2 separate regions of the Gasterosteus aculeatus genome follow, and region 2 is linked to region 1. A link is a contact called in public Hi-C data. All regions are on one chromosome and are shown on one strand. The core of a region is the stretch at or near the end of the contact, and the rest is flanking DNA. Distances in the headings are between cores, read along the strand shown.

Region 1 (5,302 bases), core at 1,686-4,185:
ATACACATGATGCAGGAGATGACGACCAGAGAGAAACTAGCAGCGTAGTTGTCCATCAGCAGTAGCCAATAGATTCCCGCCTGCACCCAGAAGATAAAACAAAGTCACCTTCATGACAGAAGACGAGTTGTCTACAAATGGACTGTACTTGTAAAACGCTTTTCTAGTCTTGCAACCACTCAAAGCTCTTTAACATGTCATCATTCACCCATTCATACACAGGAGCCCATCAGTAACTAACATTCACACACTGTGGTCACAGCTACAGGAGCCATGTTGGGTTAAGTGTCTTGGGACCCATGGACATGTGATTTCGCCGGACCTGGAGTCGACCCGCCAACCCTCTGATTGGAGGACGACTGTGCTCCCCACTCACCCACCGTCGCCCGCTCAAAGACGCACTCTGCTCGTGGGCAGGACTTACCCGTGTTGTTAGCGGCACTCCCAGTAAGAATCCAATTATGGCCACCGAAAGTGTCACAACGGTCTTGTTCCGGATGATCCAGTCGGTTCCGATCTCATCGACCACGGCCGTCACCAGGGTCTCCAGCAGACAGAACTACCGCAACAGGGATGAGGTTTGTGGGTTAAGTTCAATAGGACGCTTTGGACGGCTGCTCAAACTCCTTCCTAAATGATGAGAATGGGTTCACCAGGAAGGTGAACCAATACGAGACCTTTTTCACGTGAACAGTGACAGTTAAGTGAACTTAACTTCCGCTAACGTCTCAAACTGTGGGAGGTCAAATTACACAATAAATGTTCAGTAGATTTTACATTTCTATATCCACTATGATGTCAAAGCTTTGCTAAGGTGTTTCTGTGAGCAGCTACATATTTATCCTCACACCTCACTTTTGTAGTTAGCATTCCACCAATTATTTTATTTGGAGAGGGTGTGGCATCAGAATTTCAAGCACTAAAGTAGATTGTCAAGAATAAAAGGGCTTTTATATTTACCAGCTAATGGTAATATAATATAATTATATATATATATATATATATATATATATATATATATATATATATATATACACAATATAATAATAGTCTACAAGCCAGTTAGAAGTGGTGCTTTTAGCTAAACGCTAATGTTAGCATGCTACCAATTTTAAAAGGACAATGACGTTCACATTGTCTTAGAAGCCCTACACACAAAGCAGAACCTACGCTCATGGAGCAGTTCTTTGTTTCGCAGGTTTTTTGCAGTCCGAAGGTCCATTTGATTTATCAAAGTTGAAAGCAAAAGGTTACGGAGGATTGCAATGTTCTCTGCATCTTTGACGAACGCTAACTCCTAATCACTGCTCTCTCGCTTCCTTCTTCCTCATGGAAGGACCACAAATGCCTTATTACCGTCACAAAAAGCAAAGGAAATTGGGTCAACGCAGAGTTAAATGTAATCCCTCACTCTTACTAGTAAGCTACTACTAGTAAACACACAGTAGGCTACTGGTCAAAAGTATGGTTGGACGGTTTCCCAGCCTCACCTGAGTCCCCAGTCCCAGGAGGATGAGCATGAAGAAGAAGAGCAGTGACCAGAGCGGTGAGATGGGCAGCAGAGTGAGGGCTTCTGGATAGGCGACGAAGGCCAAGCCCGGCCCGTGGTCGGCCACCTCCGACACGGGGACGTTCAGGTTGTGGGCCATGAAGCCCAGGATCGAGAATATGACAAAGCCGGCATACACGCTGGTTGCACAGTTGGTTATGCTGATTATGATGCTGTCTCTGTACGAAGAGAAGAGAAGGAACTACATGTTGGCCATTAAGTGATGAAGAGAAGAGAAGGAACTACAAGTTGGCCATTAAGTGATGAAGAGAAGAGAAGGAACTACAAGTTGGCCATTAAGTGGAATCACCGTTTACTGAAGGTTCAGGATAAGAGAAAACACACAGTGGTACTTTTCCATAGATCACGCCACATGTCCTAATTAACTATGAGGCTATTCAAAGGCTATTTATGAGTACATCTTTACTCACCACCTTCATTGAACGATACACCGAACATCGAGAGTTTACTTCATATGTTAATTACTAAATTAGAAGGAGGTGCGAAGTGAGAAGGGAGCCAAATTTAGTGATGGTTAATTAAGGGGGGTCTGAGTTGTAAGTTTGCTACCCAACTATTGACGAAAAATAAACGCATGATAATTCAGTCGCCTTAATCCATATGGGTGTAAATCATAAGTTTCATTGCGATACAATTTCAATCCATACAAATAGAATGCAAATTTTGATTTCACTCAATTGAGACAATATTAGACAATATTGTATAACCTAATCAGTTACATTTAAATAGACTGCCGATTAAATAGACAGTTATGCCTGGTCATGATAGGGGAGGAGGTGCGCAAAGAAGCAAACTGCTGTCCCAGGCGTGTGGAGGCTCATCTTGAAGATGATGACCCGCATTGATGTTTTCACCACGTCAACGATGTTGGATTGTTGATCCCTGATTCAATGTATAGATCCAGTTACACCCCTAGCGATGAGGTGGTGGTGTTTCAGCAACCGACTACAAAGGTCAGAAACACCTGACCAGCCTCCCAAACCTCCATCAATCATGTATCTTTCCATGTTCACTAAACCCACACATGATGATATCAATATTTCAGGCATAAGCTTAATTTTCCAATCAAGATGTGTTGCTCCTCGAGAGGATTTTGACAGGGATGAAGACGAGGCAGAGGCCAAAGATCAATGCTAAAAGGTGCCAATGGGCTCTGGTCCATTTCTTCCCATGAAGATGCCTAGCAGTCTTTGTCCTGAGAAGCAGCAGTCTGAGCTGCATGCTGCCGATCTCCAATCAGCCCGACTCAGACTTGGCTCTGTTTGCTCACATTCCCCATTCACAGAAGATGCCTCCGATCCCCCCCGACTCCCTGCACTTCGGCTCGTGCACCGGCTGGTGGGGGTGTTGCAGGGGGGCAGAGGGTGCGTCCACAGGCACGGGCCTGCAGAACGCAAGCTGATTAGACCGCCACACAGCTGTGTGCACAGATAGCACAACTTTCGAGCTGCTGGCAGAGGGACAAATATATCTTCAACCGCTCCGCTCGTGCATCCCGCCCCAGCGGCCCTCGCTCCGTCAGCATGTGTGGACAGGCTCAAGAGAATAAATGACATCTTTTCCTCTCCTTATCGCCTCCCCCCCTTTGAACCGTTTCCTGCCCCCTTTCCTCGCTCCCTTTGCATTCAAGCGTGAAGTGAAACCAGCCTCTTAACATAAGTCCAAAAAAACGTATCTCCGTCCCTCATCCCGTCTTACGTTATCTCACCTTCTCTTTTAAGAGCTTTTGCCCTGACTCACTCCGTCTCTTGCTGGTTCTCTCGTCCCTCTGTACTGAAACAATGTGGTTTATCTCAACTTTCTATCTGCTCCTCTTCTCCGACTCCTTGTGCTTCCCTGATTAGTGCAATTAGTAAGACGTTGGTCTGTGTTGCTCAAACATCCTCTTTGTTTCTGTAAAGCCGACCACGTAAAAAGGCAAAGGACTACAGCAACGTACAGACAAAGAAATCTCTGTCAGCATCAGTGTAGAAGTGTGTCTTTGTCTCCACAAAGCCGGCCCTGCAATGGACAAATCATTCTGCCAGTCCTCGATAATTGTGCAACTATTTGCACAATTTGATTGTCATTACCTAATCCACATTAGAAAACAGTGCCTAGATTACTTTCTGGGTTACTTGAAGTCACAGTTCGAGTTTAAGTCTCTCTTAAGGTTAAAAAAAATCTTCCCACCACCAACGAAGCCGAATTAACAAGCTACATTTGTTGTTTTCAAATGAAGATCTGACGTCATTTTTTATGAAGCCAAACAATTAATGTTATTAATCTGAATAAATTGCTTTTATACTTTCCTTAAATAAAAAGCAGCGTCAGCATATTTTGGGGGGTAAAAACTTTTGACTTTCGAGTTAATCGATTATTCAAGTTGGAAACCATCATATGCAGCAAATACCAGAACATGAAAAGCCGGACAGCATTTTAATTTTAATGAACCAGATAGTTTCTTAGCTGGGAGTAATAACTTACAGGAGTTTCCTCTAGTTGCTAGTGATAACAGTGGCATAACCTCCCGTAAAACCACAACAACATTGTTCTCACACTTTTGTATTTGTTGTGTGAGAAGTGGTGTCGATCTTGTCGTCAAACTTTCAGCATCAAGTGCTTCTTCCCAAAGCGCAATTTCTTCGAGGTGGCGTCGAAGCGGCAAAGGTTGTTCCCGTTAATCCACCGTCTGGAGAACCCACCTGAAGCAGTTGTTGTGGAACTTGTTGTAGGAGGCCATGGTAATGAGCCCCCCCCATGCACAGCCCAGGGAGTAGAAGATCTGTGACGCCGCGTCTCCCCACACCTACAAAGGCCGGAACCCAACAACCCGTCAGAAGTAGAACAAAGAATCCCGCAGCCCGTCAGCTGTGTGTGTGTGTGTGTGTTTGAGCGGATACCTTTGCATCGAGGACCTTATGCCACTGGGGAGTCAGGTAGTACTTGATGCCGTTGACGGCTCCTTCCAGGGTGATGCCGCGGATGAACAGGATGGTCAGAACGACATAGGGGAACGTGGCTGTGAAGTACACCACCTGCGCACAAACACACACACACATAATAGTTAAAATGAGTAACCTTCCTTGGCTAAACGTACAAGTGATAAAACAGTCAAGAAAACAGACTTGCTATGGGAGTATTATGTCTGTTTTCACATGTGGCCAAGCCTTGATGTCTATGAATGAGTGTTATTAGTATGTGTGTGTGTGTGTGTGTGTGTGTGTGTGTGTGTGTGTGTGTGTGTGTGTGTGTGTGTGTGTGCGAGTGAGAGAGAGACTAACCTTTCCAGAGGATTTGACGCCCCTGATGAGACAGAGGAAGACGACAAACCAGGACACGGCCAGGCAGCCCAGGATGGGGAGACGGACCTCTCCAAAGTTCCCAATGTCATCGGAGATGTTCAACACGTAGTGTCTGGGAAAGGGGGGAATTCACGTGTTTGATTATTTCATATTTACAGGTCTTTGAACTTTCAGCCGACTTCGGCCGTACCTTTTCTTTTACCTTTTCTTTTTAACAAATAGCAAACTAAATAAATTATCCAAATAAGCCCTCATTGACAAAGTGAAACAAAGGTGAATTTCTTCAGCAGGCAGAAGCCTCCAATTAGGGCCCCCTTTCTTATTTCCCCCTCTAAATGTGTTTGTGAAGACTTTAGCCAAAAAAGGTTCATTAACTCATTGACCCCAGAGTGGTGCTATAATGATAAAGAATCCCATTATCTCGTGAATGGCTTGCGGTCAGAACTGG
Region 2 (5,302 bases), core at 1,464-3,963, 180 kb after region 1:
TGACAGTTTGAAGACTCCAATCTGTTTTTTCGGAGCAAAGTTCTTGTCTTCTCTTCACAGAGGGGTAACAGATAGTGATGGGATGCGCTCGGCCCGTCACAGGGAGCGGCTGATTCAAACATGATAAGAGGCTCCCACCAGACGGTCCCACAGAGGCCCGTTTCCAGCCGCCGTACCTACCGACCTCGTGACCTTAAGGACAGGTTTGTTTTCTGCTTCTTGCCGGCAGGTAACAAGACGACCTCTAGAGGTCGGCTGCAGCCTTCAACTACAGGATCTTCACTTGACGATAATCAGATTTTACGATCACTATTATTTTATTTTTTTTGAGAAACACCGCTTCCGCCTTTCAGCCTGTGACAACACTTAACCTCCTCAAATAGAGCTACAACCAGGAACTCCCTCCTTCGTCGTGTGTGTGTGTGTTTGTGTGTGTGTGCTGTCTATCGCCTTTTGTTGATCTTTACTTGAGCTCTTAGAGGATTACAGAAAGCACCATGCAAACAAACCCTATCATTACCTTACAGTCGGGCTTTGGAGAGATTAGTAACGCCTGCAAACAGGCTCGCTGGTGCCAAACGCGTTGCGCGGAACTTATTTCAGAATGACAACTGTTTGCCTTGCAGGACATTCGTTGCACGAGAAATGTTCAAACGAAGCCGAATCGGATGAAAAAAGGACATCGATGAGCTGGAACGCGGTTAAAATATGACTCGCGCCATTTATTCTGGTGAATTGAAAGTTGTATTTAAAGAATGTTTTTTCTTTCTTTTATGGCATCATGAAGGTAAAATGACATGCGGTAGCATGAGAGCATGGCTGCTGTGGTCATCGGACCTTCAGCAGTGACCATCTTGTGACCATCATCAGCGTGAGCGTGAAACGGAACCCGGCGGCGCTCCTCCCGTCACTGCCAACAGCTCGCTTAGCTTAGCATGACATGTGGATCACCCAGTCAACACGGGTCATGCCTTGCTTCCCCTCGGGGCCGGAGCAGGATGCGAAGCAGCTGTGACGTCACACACGTGCAGCGCTGCAATGGGCTCCTGGTTGGTTCTGGGCAGCACGTTGGTAGACGTTGTTAACCGTTGTGTGGGCGCCGTTGTCTGTATGTGTCTGTGTGGGTTCTGGTGCTGGTAGGGAGTCGATTGGTTTGTTGTGCCCTAATTCTAATGTTAACGGGTCTCACTGATTTTACAATATGAGATGTTAATATTACAATCATGGTCAGAGGAAGGTTCAGGTTATGAAGTCATAATATTTCTTCTAATGTATTCAGAACGTAGCTAACACACGCGTTGCATCCTCCTGTGTGATTACAATACATGAAAAATTGTTGTATTTTCTCCTTTATTCAGGACTTTAGGACAAATATAAGACAAGAATATCAAGTGAAGTGAAAGAAAAAAGTTTGAAAACCTAATTACGTTCAGCTATGGACCGGCTGTGTTTTCATGCATGTAAACAATGAACTACATGTCATCCCACAGCAGAATTGTTATCAGATTTTTGGAGAAATTTTAGTTTAGTTAATACTTGTTATTTAGACAAAAATAGTTGTTCATCACTATATCCCAATGTATGATTTCATCATGGTACGATCCTGTGAAAAGGAAAAGTATTATTACATGAAATGACTGTAAAGGACAGGTGATTATTGGCCATGCTTCACAACACCGTGCACACGCTACCTGCCCCCCCCCCCCTCACACCTCCGTGGACACAACGGGGGTCTGCTCCTGTACGGCTCACGATGGGACTACCCATATCTGTAAAATTGGGGACGTCCGTCCCACAGAAGAATGAGGTCTGAGGACAACGTCTGCACTCTGCTAGTGCCGGGGGGGGGGTCAGGAGGGAGGAGACCCTCAACACTCACATACTAGTGTTCCACAAACCACTGTTACTGCTTTTCACCAGTATCTCATGTTGTCATCTCCCTTTCAAGATATGGGAACCTGTGGCAAGACCTGGAGACCCCCCCCCCCCTCTTTCCCTACTTCACTCAACCACACACACACACACACACACACACACACACACACACACAGTGGGCCAGTGTTCTCCCCCGGGGGGCTTGCCAAGATGAAAGGAGTGGTGGTGAAGGGGGCAGGAGGAGCAGATGAAACGGATGAGATGAGCCGGCTCCTTTTTGTCCACGTTTGTCGGATACTCGTATTCCTACTTTCAGCTTCAGCAGAAATGTATCAACGTCTGACAGCTTGACTTCAAGCACTCGTTGATCTGCATATCACTGATCTTGAATAACCTAGTACATTTCTTAGTAGAAAATGGTAAATGGTAAATGGACTGTACTTGCATAGCGCTTTTCTAGTCTTCTGACCACTCAAAGCGCTTTAACACTACATGACATCATTCACCCATTCACACCCATTCATACATTGCTGACAGGAGAACCATACACAGTGACACCTGCCATCAGTAACTACCATTCACACACTGTAGTCGCAGCTACAGGAGCAATGTTGGGTTAAGTGTCTTGCCCAATGACACAACGACATGCGGGTTAGCAGAGCCTGGGATCGAACCGACAACCCTCTGATTGGAGGACGACCGTGCTCCCCACTCACCCAAACTAACATGTTAATGGGAAATATCACGTATTTGTATCTAATAAAGATATAACTGTTTTTATCTATGAGACGCTGGGAGTCTGTTTGCTATCCAACACTGCCACTCTGTGGAAGGTTATTGTCCCTGCAGGACGACAGGTTTGCCCCCCCCCCTCGCCCTGCAGCATACCCTGTCACCACGACAATGCAAAAACTAAGACGTACAATTGAAGAAACTATCTATCAATCTTTGATGCTTCTGTGTCAATCTAATAGTCCAAACTTAACACACATTAAACTCTTAAGCGTCTTTTTTACATCTCCATGTAATCCCGTGATGACTTGTGGGTAATTCTCTTGTGAAAGGTCGGCACTCAATGCCATCTAACAGAAAGGGTTCATAAAGGGCTGGAAATGTCTCCACGAGAGCCTCGAACACAGAACCAAACCCTCATAATCGTCTCAGGGCTACAAGGAGGAAATAAATGATCAATATAATTACTCATACAATGGTTGTTTCCTAATATTGATATGAGTAATGATATTGATTATTGTAAATAAAAGTCTTCACTTGTAACAATGCCCCAAGGTACAAATGGTTAAAGTACTCAACATGTTACTTCTATTAAGTAGTCAAGTATAATCAGCAACATTTCAAATGAATTGAGGAGAAAGTATACAATTGCTCAGAATGAAAATACACGTACCTCAACAGGGAGTTTGCATACCACTGGCTTGCTGTCAATGTTCATTTTTTTTTTACAAAAGCGTCCTGCCATTATTTTCAATAACTTTAAAATGCCAATAATATTTGTCAAACATTTTGTCTCAAAAATGTCTCATTTATTGCACCCGCTCCCTTTCCCATTTCCAAACTTTGTATTATGTAACAATAGTCCCGTTTTCGCTCATCTAAAGCATACAATAGAATACGCACAAAGGACTTATCATCTTGTGCCTGTGGTTTTGGGTGGAGCGAGCTGAGGGGCTAAATGGCCTTAATGACTCTGAAGCAGCCTTCAGGGGGTTCTTCTATCAACTCGTTCAATTTCCTGCCGCTTTCTGCAGGCGCCTCTTGGATTGATGTCCTCCTACCTCGGGCACAAAACACAACAGACGTGCACACACACACACACACACACAATCACACACTCTGAACTGGCCACGTATTGTCTTCATCCATCCAGTAAGTAAGGTGGCTGAATCAATATGTAGTTTGTGTCAAACGCACACACACTGCTCTGTAGGGAAAACAGTTGTGATGATTTTAATTGTTAAAACTACAGCACATATTCTACTTGCATTAGTGACTCCTAACGTATTACTGAATACACTCTTTGATGATTGGAATCATAAGTGACTCCAGCCTGTTAGAATATATTCATAAAATGTTGCATGAGCCTATAACACCTCTAATTGTGTACACTTGCCATTTCGACGCAGAACTTGACCAACATACCTCCACTCATTAAATCCAGGCTCTGCTTTTATCAACGTGGTGGTTTTGTCAATGCGAGGAACTACTTTGTCAAGTGGAATGTTTGCTGCACATGTGGAAGCTGCAGGGCCGCGGGCGGAGGGATAAACGCGTTTCAGGTATTAATAAATCACAATTGTAACAGAATCAAACAGCTGCTTGGGGCCCTTTAGGAGTCCGGTGATTCCGTACGTGAGTCGCCCGAGACTCTAGCGTGACGTCATGGCAGCCGGCGTGTCCGCGCGCCCCAACGAGGCGCAGCTGTGATCGTCAAGTTTCTCTATTGGAGGAAGGCAAACCAGGTCACACGCACGCGCACACAGGCCACGCGCAAGTCTCATTGAGCTACTCGTCACGGTACTTTGCCAATGTGAGGGTAAAAAGATGTATTAACGTATATTCATAAACGTCTACGTTGTATTTGGTAGTATTTTTTTAGTGCGAACATGCTAACTGCGAGCGGAATGTTAAGCTAAGCTAAAGGAGCTAAAGTCCTGTCATATTTCATTTTATTTTGCGGTAACATTAGATAGATAACATACGAAAAAGTACCAGCCTAAAATAACTTACTTATGAGACAACATCGGGTAACACTTACAGGACTTTGCGGTAACGTCACCACCTGCTGCCGCGGGGCCGCGCATCAGGGCCGCGCGACGGGGCGGGTGAACGGGCCCGGATGCGGATCCGAGTGCTTGTATTTCATGTGACACGAAACGCGCCTTTTCAGACAAATGACACACAAAACACAAACTATCAAAAATGCACATGGACGGAATAGGGGTCTTCTACATTAAGGCCACCTTCTTCAGCTTTATTACAGTGAACACAGCAACATTCCTCTTATTTTGACAGCCACTCACTCGGTGAGTGCGCGCGCACCAGAACACTCGCGGTATTTGAGAAGTTTTATTTTTTCATTTTTTTTCAGCATTTCTTACAACAATACAGACATCACAGAATACATAGTTTTACAAACACAAAGCACCACCACCGTGGTTGCTGCTGCAGCTGCTGCCGTAGGGGGGGGGGGGGGTCAATGCTGCGGGGTTTGCTGACGTTGCCAGTTCAGTCGCAGCCCGTCCTTCTTATCCAGAGAGCTCCCTCATCCGAGAACCTTCCCTTCAGGAGTTGCTATCTTTGGAGACCTTTCCACAGCATTTCAGCAGTATGAGAAAAACAATGGACAAGGCTCGCTTCTGAGACATGACAGGGGTGAAAACAGAACGTTTGTAGACTGGGATCGGAGGGT

The links. A called contact is a pair of places that touch in the nucleus more often than the background predicts.
Region 2: a Hi-C map of skeletal muscle shows a contact between it and region 1, with 2.1 times the contacts expected there. The contact joins two enhancer-like sites. A contact is called at or near these places in 4 of 6 Hi-C or Micro-C datasets (skeletal muscle, tail fin and whole body).

The regions. Positions count from the first base shown.
Region 1 is chr3:5,181,611-5,186,912 of fGasAcu3.hap1.1, forward strand. It overlaps slc6a9 (solute carrier family 6 member 9), which reads right to left. Exons shown (of 15, transcript XM_078098901.1): 7 at 4,834-4,966; 8 at 4,453-4,587; 9 at 4,255-4,358; 10 at 1,491-1,728; 11 at 425-559; 12 at 1-80. Among protein-coding and RNA genes, the nearest start is that of lrrc24, 20 kb to the left of the region's middle. Within about 2 kb of position 2,936, at least 6 of the 9 cell types and tissues checked have open chromatin away from gene starts, as enhancers often do.
Region 2 is chr3:5,365,213-5,370,514 of fGasAcu3.hap1.1, forward strand. rnf220a (ring finger protein 220a) reads right to left here. Exons shown (of 14, transcript XM_078098667.1): 14 at 4,945-5,302. Among protein-coding and RNA genes, the nearest start is that of klf17, 46 kb to the left of the region's middle. Within about 2 kb of position 2,714, at least 6 of the 9 cell types and tissues checked have open chromatin away from gene starts, as enhancers often do.